3 separate regions of the Mus musculus genome follow, and all the other regions are linked to region 1. Evidence: chromatin contacts called from public Micro-C and promoter capture Hi-C data. All regions are on one chromosome and are shown on one strand. The core of a region is the stretch at or near the end of the contact, and the rest is flanking DNA. Distances in the headings are between cores, read along the strand shown. Region 1 has its middle 71 kb from the start of Ctnnd1. Region 2 overlaps Tfpi (tissue factor pathway inhibitor). Region 3 holds the start of Selenoh (selenoprotein H).

Region 1 (3,738 bases), core at 479-2,978:
GTTTTCTCTCTGCAAAGACAGTTTTGCAATGTTAAAATAATTTTTTTCTACCAAATATTTCAAGTAAACCGAAGAAACAAATATTTTTAGTTGTAAGGTTATACCAGAAAATAAATGTCGATATTTAAAGTGTTGTAGGAGCATAAATATCCACATATACAAAATATATTATGTTGCATTCAAATATAAAATCAAATTAAACCTTTGTACTGTGTTTGAAGCCTAGTGTGTGTGTGTGTGTGTGTGTGTGTGTGGTGTGGGTCTCGTACATGCTAGGGGAACACCCCGTCACTGAGTTTCATCCGTCTTCAGCTTATTCTCTGTCTTTCTGTCTCTCTTCATGTCTCTGTATCTTTCAGCTCTCTCGATTGAATTTTCTTCCCTTCTTTCTTCTTTTTTACTTTACCAAAACAAACAAACATTTAAGTGTAAAGGTAAAATACCAGGTATTTTACTTTAGAAAAATTTCCCCCAAGAATCATTGTGTATTTTGTTTGTTTGAGACAGGGTCTTATTATGTTGCCCAGGTTGGTCTCAAATTTTTGATTCTTTGCCTCAGCCGCCTAAGTGCTGGGACTAAAGGATGCATTCCACTGTCTGGCTTTTAGTACTTCCCCCCCCCCCCCGCCCCCGACTTACTCCACTGGTGCTCTCTCTCTTTCCATCCTGCCCCACCGTGTGTGTGTGTGTGTGTGTGTGTGTGTGTGTGTGTGTGTGTGTGTGTGTGAATGCAGAAGTCTGGGGAGGATGTTGGGTATCCTGCTTTACTAAATGCTCTCTGCCTTATTCCTTTGAGATGGGGTCTTTTACTCTCCTAGTTTGGGTTACTTTTGAAATGATGAAGCACTATGACCAAAAACAAGTTAGGGAGGAAAGGGTTTATTTGACTTACACTTCTACATTGTAGTCCATACCTAGAAGAAGTCAGGACCAGAACTCAAACAAGGCTTGAACCTGGAGGCAGGAGCTGATGCAGTGGCCATGGAGGGGTGTTGCTTACTGGCTTGTTTTCCATGGTTAATTTCATGGTTAATTTCAGTCTAATTTCTTATCGAACCCAGGACCACCTGGCACTATCACAGTGGGCTGGGCCCTTCCCCGTCAATCACAGATTAAGAAAATGTCCTACAGGGGCTGGAGAAATAGCTCTCAATGGTTAGGAACACTGCCTGTTTCTCTAGAGGACCCAGGTTCAATTCTCAGCACCTACATGGGCAGTTTACAACTTGTGTATCGCAAGTACTCTTACCTACTGAGCCATCTCTCTGTCCCTTCATTGGTCTCTTACTACTCTTTATAGATGGCCAGTGACAATTGGTAGATTGGCCAGTGACAGACAAAGCTAAGTGTTAACTAAATTTCATTTTTCCCTTTTCTCTGGGTAAAAGGGAAGCTGATATCTTCTAGTCACTTTTATTGTAATGTCAAAGCTGCAAGCCTGGCTTTTGGCCAGATATGGGATAAAGTGATATGAGCCAGTTTAGGATAGATTTTTCATGGTCTTGGCTATTTCCCTTACCAATGTGACCTTGGAAGGCACAGGCAGGGAGGTACTATTTGCAAGAGAAAAGGGGCCAGATACCACCATTAGAATATTGTTCCCCTGGGGAGATATCTGAAATGTCTCAAATTACCTCCTGAGGTGCTTTGAATGAGAATAGCTCATACATTTGAATGCCTGAGCTCTAATTGGTGGAACTGTTTGAGAAGGGTTAGGGCGTGTGTCATTGGGGACACTTTAGTAGACACCATTGGTGGGAACCTTGAGATCAGGGCAGTCAGTCATGGAAAGGGATGATGGGACTCACAGGGCGCTGCCCTTTATTTCTGATCTGATGGATTCTGGGACAGAAATCACTGTATTAAATTTTGCACACTCTGTTGAGCCCACCAGACTCAAACAGATAACTCCAAACCCATGGTCACACAGTTTAATCTCAGTGGGTCACAAATAAAACAAATAGGCGTGAACATGAGCGATCTGTGAGGAGAAGGGTGACAGGGAGAAAGTAATGGGCAAGAGAGGGTGTGAGTGGTGTAGGTTAAGATTTCTCCATATCTACTCTATTGAGGGTTCTTAAATTCTTTAACCTCCCTTCTAGCTCACCAACCACGGGAAGTAGTAGAAAGGAAAGGCTAATAGGGCAAAGGGGGATGTGGGCGTGGTTAGCAATAGTTCTTTAGGGCGATTCCAGTCTGTGTTGTCAGGGCATCAGCAGTTCAGTCCACACAAATCAGCAGCCGCAGCTCGATCCACTTCAAACCACCGTGAATCGGCAACGGCAGTTCAATCCAGAAGAAGTCGCCGAGGCTCTGCCAATAGGCTGGAGTCTGAAGAAGTAGCAAGGAGCTGCCAGAATATCACGAGAAGTTCTTTGGTGCACTTCTCTCTATAAAGTCACAGCAAACAGGGATCAGCGAAGAAAGTGAGCTGAACCAATGCCCGCAACATCATCTGTGAATCAGCAAAGTCCATCAGAGATCGGCATAGAGTGGCAAGGCAAACCAATGTCTAAACATCATGGGTTCAGTCCCAGCACCCACAGGCAGCTAGCTCACAACCATTTGTAACTCTAGTTTCAGGGGATCTGATAACTTCTGACCTCCATAGGTATATATACATACCTACATACATACACGTAGTCTGGAACATATACATACACATAAAAATTAAAATGTAGGGTCATGACTTAATGGCAGAGTGCTTTCCTAACATTCACAAGGCCCTGGATTTGATCCTCAGCAGATCTTAAAAGGGAGAAATGTGCCTACAAAGGTCATGGGAAGGATTTTTATAATTATGTATTATATTTATTTCTCTATTTTGAGTGGGAGTGGGTGTATGTGTGTAGATCAGAGGAGGACTTTTGGAAGTCATTGCATTTTGGTAATTAGGCTTGATAGCAGTTGCCTTTACCTATTGAGTCATCTCGTTGGTCCTAATTATTCTTTTTTTTTTTTTTACAAGAAGTATCAAAATTAATTTTGATGCTAATTTTTAAACTTTTGGAATTTTTTTGAGAAAAAAAAATCCTTTTATTGTACTACCTGTTTAATAGAACTATTACTTTTTGTGTTTTGTGATTTCTTTCTTTTTTCTTTTTCCCTTTTGGAGACAGGCAGGCTGACTTTGAGTTTGCTATGCTCTGGTCCTCCTGCCTTCACTTTCCAGGTAAGGGGAGCTTGGGAAGGCCACACCACCACAGGGCTCTTCACTTTCCTGAGTGCTTGACTTGCAATCCGGATGTGTCTTTCCATGTTCTAACACAGCCTTCCGAAACATACTTTGAATGGCTGCATCACAGTTCCTTTAGGGGGATAAATACTTTACCTCCCTAGTCATTTATCTCACTTGAAACTCCCTGTCTTAGTCAGGGTTTCTATTCCTGGACAAAACATCATGACCAAGAAGCAAGTTGGGAAGGAAAGGGTTTATTCAGCTTACACTTCCACACTGCTGTTCATCACCAAAGGAAGTCAGGACTGGGACAAGCAGGTCAGGAAGAAGGAGCTGATTCAGAGGCCACGGAGGGATGTTCCCGGAGGGATGTTCCTTACTGGCTTGCTTCCCCTGGCTTGCTCAGCCTGCTCTCTCTCTCTTTTTTTTTTTAAAGATTTTATTTATTTATTATACATAAGTACACTGTAGCTGCCTTCAGATCTCATTATGGGTGGTTGTGAGCCACCATGTGGTTGCTGGGATTTGAACTCAGGACCTCCAGAAGAGCAGTCAGTGCT
Region 2 (3,738 bases), core at 830-3,329, 120 kb after region 1:
CAGACAGTGTCACTGATTCCAGTAACAGTCTCACGACTGAAGCACAGGAAGATGTTGATCTCTGAGTCCTCTGGCCATCAGTGTGGTCACAAACATATTCATCTGGGTGATAGATATTCAAACTGCTACCACAGTCTTTTCTGAGAGTCTAGTAACAAGTTAGTTGTATTGTTCTGGGAAAAGCAGCACACCCTGGGGGTTTAATGGGGGACAAAACCATTCAGTTCACCTCAAGCAAGAAACCAAGGACATATTGGTAAACTATGTATCTGATAATGCATCGATTTACATAAGAATCCCATTCTTTTAAGGACTATCTATTTATCCTCTATGCCAACACACACATACTTTTATTTTAAGCCTGGCCATGTTTGTTTGGGGCCGCAGAGATGACTAGGCTGTTAAGAGCCATTGATGCTTTCTCAGAGGATCAGAGTTTGCCTTCCAGCATCCATATCAGGCTGCGTACAAGCCCCTGTAACTCCAGCTTCATGACCTCCCCCACCCTCTTCTGCCACTCTCACCCCACCCTGCTACTACAGACACAGATACATACGTTCTCATAAAAAAAGGATCAGTCATGGTTTGGATATTGCCTTTGCTTATGCCAGATCCCTTGTAGCTTTAGCATCATTTGAGTCAGGTTTGCAGTTCATGAAATCCATGCAGGTCCCCACTGTGTCCCATTTTAAAGGAACTCCAGTGAGAGGTTCCAGTGTTTACAAATTGAAATTGCCAGCGCTATTTACTGGCTGTTTGGACCTGGTGTATTAAGAAAGTAGCCGAACTCTTTCAATGGCTCAGAATCCAGGAATGGTGAGGCTCATATTCTATGCTGTGTGGAGGGGAAAAAAGGAAGAGGCTGTCCTGAGACAGAGAATAAAGCGATTAGAGATCCCTGATGGTGCTCAGTCACTTGGTTCTAGCTGTTTCTGAGATTAATACAAATCAGTCCTTCTAGGCCCAGGTAGCTCCACATTGTCTGGAACGTGGTTAGTGACATTTTGACCGAATTCATCTAAGCTGGTTTTGACTACGTTGGAACCAAGCACAGACTAGATGACTAAATAAGTGATTTTTTTAAGCTGCAGCCTTTAAATAGGATTAACTTGGTAGACGTAGAGTCTCTATTCTTGAGTTTTTAGCAGGCATTCTACCTAAGCCGGCATTCTGAACCAGGCAGACAAAAACCTTACCTCCCAGTACATTCAAAACACAGCTGCAACGGACTTCCCGTGGAACCAAATGGAATCAAAGCGTCTCCGAAAGTATTTGAAAAAAATCAAATTAAAACCTAGATGTTTAGTAGAAATACTCTTTATAATCACATGTGTGGATCAGACTCTCATAATGGCATGAGGTATGTTGTATGAATTATAAATTTGTAACATTTTCAATGGGCACACATTACTTCACTATTCATGTATTTCAGTCCACCCATGCCTTTTTTATTTCTTTTTCTTTTTCTTTTCTTTCTTTCTTTCTTTCTTTTTTTTTTTTTTTTTTTTGAGATAGGGTTTCTCTGTGTAGCCCTAGCTGTCCTGGAACTCACTCTGTAGACCAGGCTGGCATGGAACTCAGAATATTTATGTATTTTCTATTTGTCAGTATTCTGATTTGGCAGTTTCTGGAATCAAGAATTATGACAGAAATTTCTATAACTTAAAAATTATGCAGTCTTAGTTATTCTGTTATAGAAGTAAAAATTGAGACAATAACGTATATGATACAAAGACAGGCATTTGAAGGGGTAGCTGTAGATCACGCATTTGCGCTGACTCTGAAGCCTCAACATCCCGTTTCCCGGTCCTTTCCCGGTCCGGCATCGTTTCCTTTCCCCTTTGAGTGCAAAGAGGAAGTCTTTGTGTGTGTGTGTGTGTGTGTGTGTGTGTGTGTGTGTGTGTGTGTGTGTGTGTATTTTGTTTTTTAAAGCTACATGTTTTTCAACTTCTTTTCCTTTTAAGATCCAGATCTTTAAATCTTTCTGAAACAGGAAATGTCCCACTTCCTACGGGAATCCATTTCCCTCGGGCTGCAAAAGGGCTGGCTCATCACTTGCCTGTCTTAAAGGCGGACAACTCCTTAAACCAGGGAAAGGTGACTTGATGAGCTGCAGGGAGGGAGTGGCTGGGGTCCATTGTGTTCAGCTACTCAGTGCTTATCTCGCAGAAAACCTGGTTAGGAAACGGGAGTTCTCAAACAAATACCACAAGAGACAAGGAGGGGATTTGTGACAATGCTTCCTTCTGAAGGAGGGACCAAAGCAAGAGGAAAGAGAGACAAAGTTGAGAGCTGCCTTCAGAATGTTGACGTCAAGAACAACAAAATAATTGGAAAATAAGAGTTCTGACTAAGAAAGCAAAGTTGCTGAGTGGCATGGAAAGTGCAACCTGTTTATACCCAAACCAGTTTTTAAAAACATACTAATATAACAAGTATAATAAGCAGGTATTTTATTATTTTAGTATATATATTATATATACATATATGTGTGTAATATATTATATATAATTATATATATAATATTTTGTGTACATATACAAAATCATATAAAATATTATATATAATCTTTAATGATTTTTTTACTATTTACATTTTTCACACTTTTTCTAATTAGATATTTTCTTCATTTACATTTCAAATGCTATCCCAAAAGTCCCCTATACCCTCCCTCCTGCCCTGCTCCCCAACCCACCCATTCCCGCTTCCTGGCCCTGGCATTTTCCTGTACCGGGGCATATGATCTTCTCAAGACCAAGGGCCTCTCCTCCCATTGATGGCCTACTAGGCCATCCTCTGCTACATATGCAACTAGAGACACAGCTCTGGAGGGTACTAGTTAGTTCATATCGTTGTTCCTCCTATAGAGTTGCAGACCCCTTCAGTTCCTTGGGTACTTTCTCTAGCTCCTTCATTAGGGGCCCTGTGTTCCATCCAATAAATGGCTGTGAGCATCCACTTCTGTATTTGCCAGGCGGTGGCATAGCCTCACAGGAGACAGCTATATCAGGGTCCTGTCAACAAAATCCTGCTGGCATATGTAATGGTGTCTGGGTTTGGTGGCTGATTATGGGATGGATCCCCGGGTGGGGCAGTCTCTGGATGGTCCTTCCTTCCTTCTCAGCTCTGAACTTTGTCTCTGTAACTCCTTCCATGGGTCTTTAATGATTTTTTACAGTCCAGTTGTTACCCCATTCTGGTCTGCCTCTGACAGTTCCTCATCCCATTCCTTCCTCTTTCCCGAAGTCCCCTCTCAAAGAGGATCCCCCCACCCCCACTTCTCCACTCCCTGGGACCTCTAGTCCCTCAAGGGTTATGTGTGGCATCTCTGACTGAAGCCAGACCTGGCAGTCCTCTGCTGTATATACATGTCAGGGGCCTCAGTCCAGCTAGTATGTGCTGCCTGCCGAACCAGTTTTTTTATTCATTCATTTTAGGTTGCATTTACAGCATCAAGCCATCATTCTGACCTTCCCTCCCCACCAGTACTTCTATTTATTTCCACATACGAGAGATAGTACCAACTCATATCAACCTGCATTTACCCATCTCTCAAACATTTTCCGTTTACCTTGTGTTTTCAAGGCTACAAGATGGCCTCCTGCTGAATGCTATTACATGTTCAGATGTGTTTGTAACCCTAGATGCTTCACGTTCATGTCTTAAAGGTGACCTTTAGAACTGTCAGCAGCTTGGGAGATGCATTACATGTGACGTAGTAAATTCACCCGGAAGCTT
Region 3 (3,738 bases), core at 628-3,127, 91 kb before region 1:
CTGAACTTTACCTTCTCACCCAGCCGTTGATGTGTTCATCTCTTTTGCATAGGAGAATGTGATTCGAGAATTCAACTTGAATGAGCTATACCAACGAGCCAAGAAGCACTCAAAGGGTGGAGACATGTCAGAAGAGAAGCCTGTGGACCCTGCTCCCACTACTGTGCCAGATGGGGAAAACAAGAAGGACAAATAGGATCCTGCATTGTTTTTGCTTCCTCTCCTGTCAATTTCAGGAACCTTTGAGGCCCAGTTCCAGCTATAACCACAATCCTTGCCTGAGGCCTTTTGATTTCTGTTTGGCTGTGCCTGGGTAGGGGCACTGTGCCTGCTTCTGATTTTGAAAGAAGCATCCTGGAAACCATGAAGTATTCTACTATGAAGGGCGCATCTGCCCTGGTCAGCTGTTTCTCGAAGGGAGTGATCTTATCGATAGAGGTAGAAATGGTTTCCCTCCAAGGTTGGGTCAATGTGTAAATTGCTATTCAACACTTGGATATTACCAGTCTGTGGTTTAATTATTCCTCCTAGTGAGCTTGCAAAGCATAGACTAAATTAAACCCTAATGTTAGATGTCAGTATAAAGCCCTTAGAATTTTTCCTCAAGGACCCCTTCTTCCTTTAGGCCTTTCTGTCTTGATCTGTGCATTAAGAAATTTAAGTTTGGGGCTGGAGAAATGGCCCATCGATTAAGAAAGAGCACTGGTGGCTGCTTTTCCAGAGATCCTGAGTTCAATTCCCAGCAACCACATGATGGTTCATAATGGGATCTGATGCCCTCTTCTGGCATGCAGGCAGAATACTATATATAGTAAGTAAATCGTAAAGAGAAAGGAATTTAAGGGGTTGGAGAGATGACTCAGTGGCTAAGAGAATTGGCTGTTCTTCCAGAGGACCCAGGTTTGATTCCTAGCAGCACATAGAGGCTAAACCACCTGTAACTCTAGTCTCAGGGGCTCCAACATCCGCCCTTGACCTTGGCTGGCACTGTATGCATGTAGTGCACAAACACGTGACGGAGGAACACATAAAAGGCTTGTATGTGTTATCATTTAAGGTCACTGTTCCCAATTAAAAGCCTTCAACCATGATTTTCATCATTGGAAATAGAATTGAATGGCCACCCTGTGTTGTGGGAACTGAGAAGGGCAATATAAACCTGAGAGGTTCCTTTGTGTGGTGGGGCCTGAAGAAGAAAGCCCCACGGCTGGACAGCTGTTCTCTCCTCCTATCCCACCGCTTCCCCTAATAAAGGGACTGTTCTTTTGATTGCCTTGCTGTTTTTCCTTTACTAGTGGGCAGCTGCCGGGGGACTGCTTTTTTTGTTTGTTTGTTTGTTTTTTTAATCCTAAAATTGAATATCAAACCCAGGGACTCTAAAAGCCAAACACCTCTAGACCTCAACTTCCTTTTTAAGGTTGTGGATGAGGGCCTTGATCAGTTGGAGAAATGAACCCTAACTCACCATCCTCTTGATTTCACCTGGGTGTCTGAGAAGATAGGCACCAGCTACAGCGTCTGGATTGTAAATGGCTCGGGTTCAAATACACTTAACCGGTCCGTTTTTGTTTCACCGCATGGAGATGTGGAGTAACAATGTCGGTGCGAATTAGAATTCTGTAGTCTATGTACAAACGCCCTGGAAATGTGGAGTAGACTTCCCTGAGATTGGTCTGGGGATCCTTGGGTAGGAGGTATAGATACCGAAAACCCCCAGCCAAAGGAGGCTTTCAAGACTCCTCCGTCTCCGCCCAAGACAGACCCCCTCAGTGCTGTACAATGTTGGTTTGATCCGGATTTCCGCGCCGACTCCCTTTTGATAGCGTAGTTGGGCTTGAAGGGCCCGCCTTCAGATCACGTGTCCTTCCCCCCACCCCCGCACATTTCCCTTTGCTGCGAGATTTGAACTTTGCATCTGTGATTCCCGGCTGCTGGTTTGTCTCTCCGGAGTTGCATCGCCCCTTATTCCACCAACGCGCCATCCCCGAAATCCGTGCCATGGCCCCCCACGGAAGAAAGCGTAAGGCGGGGGCCGCGCCTATGGAGACGGTGGACAAGCGCGAGAAACTGGCGGAGGGCGCGACCGTGGTCATTGAGCATTGGTGAGGGGTTGGGGAGTCGAGGAGGGCGGGAAAGAGTTGGCTCTGGCGGCTGAGACCAGAGAGACCCCATTTGCAATCGCTTGTGTCTGTAGTACGAGCTGACGCGTGTACGGCCGCCATGCTGCTGCCTTGAGCCAGGCTCTGCAACTGGAGGCCCCAGAGCTACCTGTGCAAGTGAACCCGTCCAAACCGCGGAGGGGCAGCTTCGAGGTGACGCTGCTGCGCTCGGACAACAGCCGTGAGTGGAGGCCGCGATGGGGGGTGGGTGGGGGTGGGGCGAGAAGCGACTCCCGGCCACCTGATAACTGAGGGGAGGGGGTACCAATGAGTACCACCATAATTTGGCTTTATCCCATCCTTTCCCAGGTGTTGAACTCTGGACTGGTATTAAGAAGGGCCCTCCACGAAAGCTCAAATTTCCTGAGCCTCAAGAGGTGGTTGAAGAATTGAAGAAGTACCTTTCATAAAGAGGTTGGGAAAGAGTCCTCATGTTGAGGTTTGCATCGTGACCAGGGCATGCACACTGGGATAGACAGGGAACGTCTCCTTACCATTTCGGTGTATTTTTCATGGGATTTGGGATTTTCGAAGAGGAGCTAAATTGTAGAACTCCTGCTGATAACACTCCCGACCCCCAAACAAATCTAAGAGCCATTTGTACTCTCTTGAGTTAGTTAAGTCTTAGCCTGAGGGCACAGGCAAGTTTTGTTTGCTAATTCAGTTTTCCACCTCTGGTGTTATTTTAATTCTATGAGTCTATTGCAAATCAATAAATTCAATAAAGTGTGGCTTACTTGTAGTTAAGGTTTTTCTCCCTTGTATTGACAGCCTCTTTGCTGTTACTTCACTTTACCTGGCTTTTCTGTGTTTTGTTAGTAATCTGAGATAAGATAGCCTCAACCCATCCCGCTCGTACCCCCACTTCTTGGTTACATGGATTTTATTTTTGTCCCGTGTTTCATGCATGTTGACTGATCACTGATGGAAGGTGAAGTTAATGAGCTCCAGAGTTGTAGGTGGGGATGGGCTTGTCTCCTGGTCCTTGTGATGGAACCCTACTCTGATGTTCCCTTCTCTGTTTGCAGCTTTCAGTCCCTGGAGATGTTGAAGCATTTATGATGGTGCATGGCCAAACTTAAGCTATGCACCTGAAGCCATAGTTTCTTCCTCACCAGAAGTGATGGTTCAGTTGTGAGGCAGCCCTCCAGCAAGACATTGTAAAAGTGTTTCAATTGTTTAATAAAAGGTCAAGTATCTGAGAATAAGGAGCAAGTTTAAATTTTGTCTTAAAGAATGGGTAGAACCAGCTTTGTGGGGCTGTTGGTCTGTATTTTTCAGAGTGCAAAGTAACTCGTGTCTGGAAATTGTAAGGCCTATGGTGAAACACTTATAAAACAAGAATGTTGCTAGGTTTGGTGGTGTATACCTGCAATCTCAGCACTTTGAAGTCTCACAGGGGGACTGGGCCAATCTGGCCTACCAGAGACCCTTGCTTAAAACAGAACCACAGCTGGGCGTGGTGGCGCACGCTTTTAATCTCAGCACTTGGGAGGCAGAGGCAGGCACTCTAGTTCGAGGCCAGCCTGATCTAGAGTGAATTCCAGGACAGCCAGGGCTACACAGAGAAACCCTGTCT

The links. Promoter capture Hi-C pulls out the DNA fragments that hold promoters and counts their contacts. A called contact is a pair of places that touch in the nucleus more often than the background predicts.
Region 2: a contact with region 1 is called in a Micro-C map of embryonic stem cells, with 2.7 times the contacts expected there. The contact joins two enhancer-like sites. A contact is called at or near these places in 1 of 15 datasets of contacts at CTCF or cohesin (the NIH/3T3 cell line), 20 of 484 Hi-C or Micro-C datasets (the C2C12 cell line, the HL-1 cell line, bone marrow-derived macrophages and 13 more), 8 of 115 datasets of contacts at active chromatin or transcription factors (bone marrow-derived macrophages, embryonic stem cells, extraembryonic endoderm stem cells and 2 more) and 2 of 9 other capture datasets (adipose tissue and liver).
Region 3: a promoter capture Hi-C map of embryonic stem cells shows a contact between it and region 1, with 4 times the contacts expected there. The contact joins the promoter of Selenoh here to the enhancer-like site in region 1. A contact is called at or near these places in 5 of 39 promoter capture datasets (the C10 cell line, cancer-associated fibroblasts, embryonic stem cells and 1 more), 4 of 15 datasets of contacts at CTCF or cohesin (the G1E-ER4 cell line, the NIH/3T3 cell line, embryonic stem cells and 1 more), 15 of 484 Hi-C or Micro-C datasets (the HL-1 cell line, embryonic stem cells, extraembryonic ectoderm and 7 more), 5 of 115 datasets of contacts at active chromatin or transcription factors (bone marrow-derived macrophages, embryonic stem cells and trophoblast stem cells) and 4 of 9 other capture datasets (adipose tissue, liver, macrophages and 1 more).

Annotation. Positions count from the first base shown.
Region 1 is chr2:84,577,426-84,581,163 of GRCm38.p6, reverse strand. No RefSeq gene overlaps it. Among named protein-coding and RNA genes, the nearest start is that of Ctnnd1, 71 kb to the left of the region's middle. Within about 2 kb of position 1,728, at least 5 of the 459 cell types and tissues checked have an H3K27ac peak or open chromatin away from gene starts, as enhancers often do. A contact at or near this core is called in embryonic stem cells and induced pluripotent stem cells, where this site is marked.
Region 2 is chr2:84,458,207-84,461,944 of GRCm38.p6, reverse strand. The region is part of intron 2 of Tfpi (tissue factor pathway inhibitor); the gene reads left to right. Among named protein-coding and RNA genes, the nearest start is that of Tfpi, 14 kb to the left of the region's middle. Within about 2 kb of position 2,079, at least 28 of the 459 cell types and tissues checked have an H3K27ac peak or open chromatin away from gene starts, as enhancers often do. A contact at or near this core is called in embryonic stem cells, where this site is marked.
Region 3 is chr2:84,668,847-84,672,584 of GRCm38.p6, reverse strand. Selenoh (selenoprotein H) reads left to right here and starts at 1,877. Exons shown (of 4, transcript NM_001033166.3): 1 at 1,877-2,102; 2 at 2,195-2,340; 3 at 2,469-2,598; 4 at 3,188-3,370. The coding sequence starts at 1,999. The coding sequence ends at 2,569. It overlaps Tmx2 (thioredoxin-related transmembrane protein 2), which reads left to right. Exons shown (of 9, transcript NM_025868.4): 9 at 53-1,274. The coding sequence ends at 196.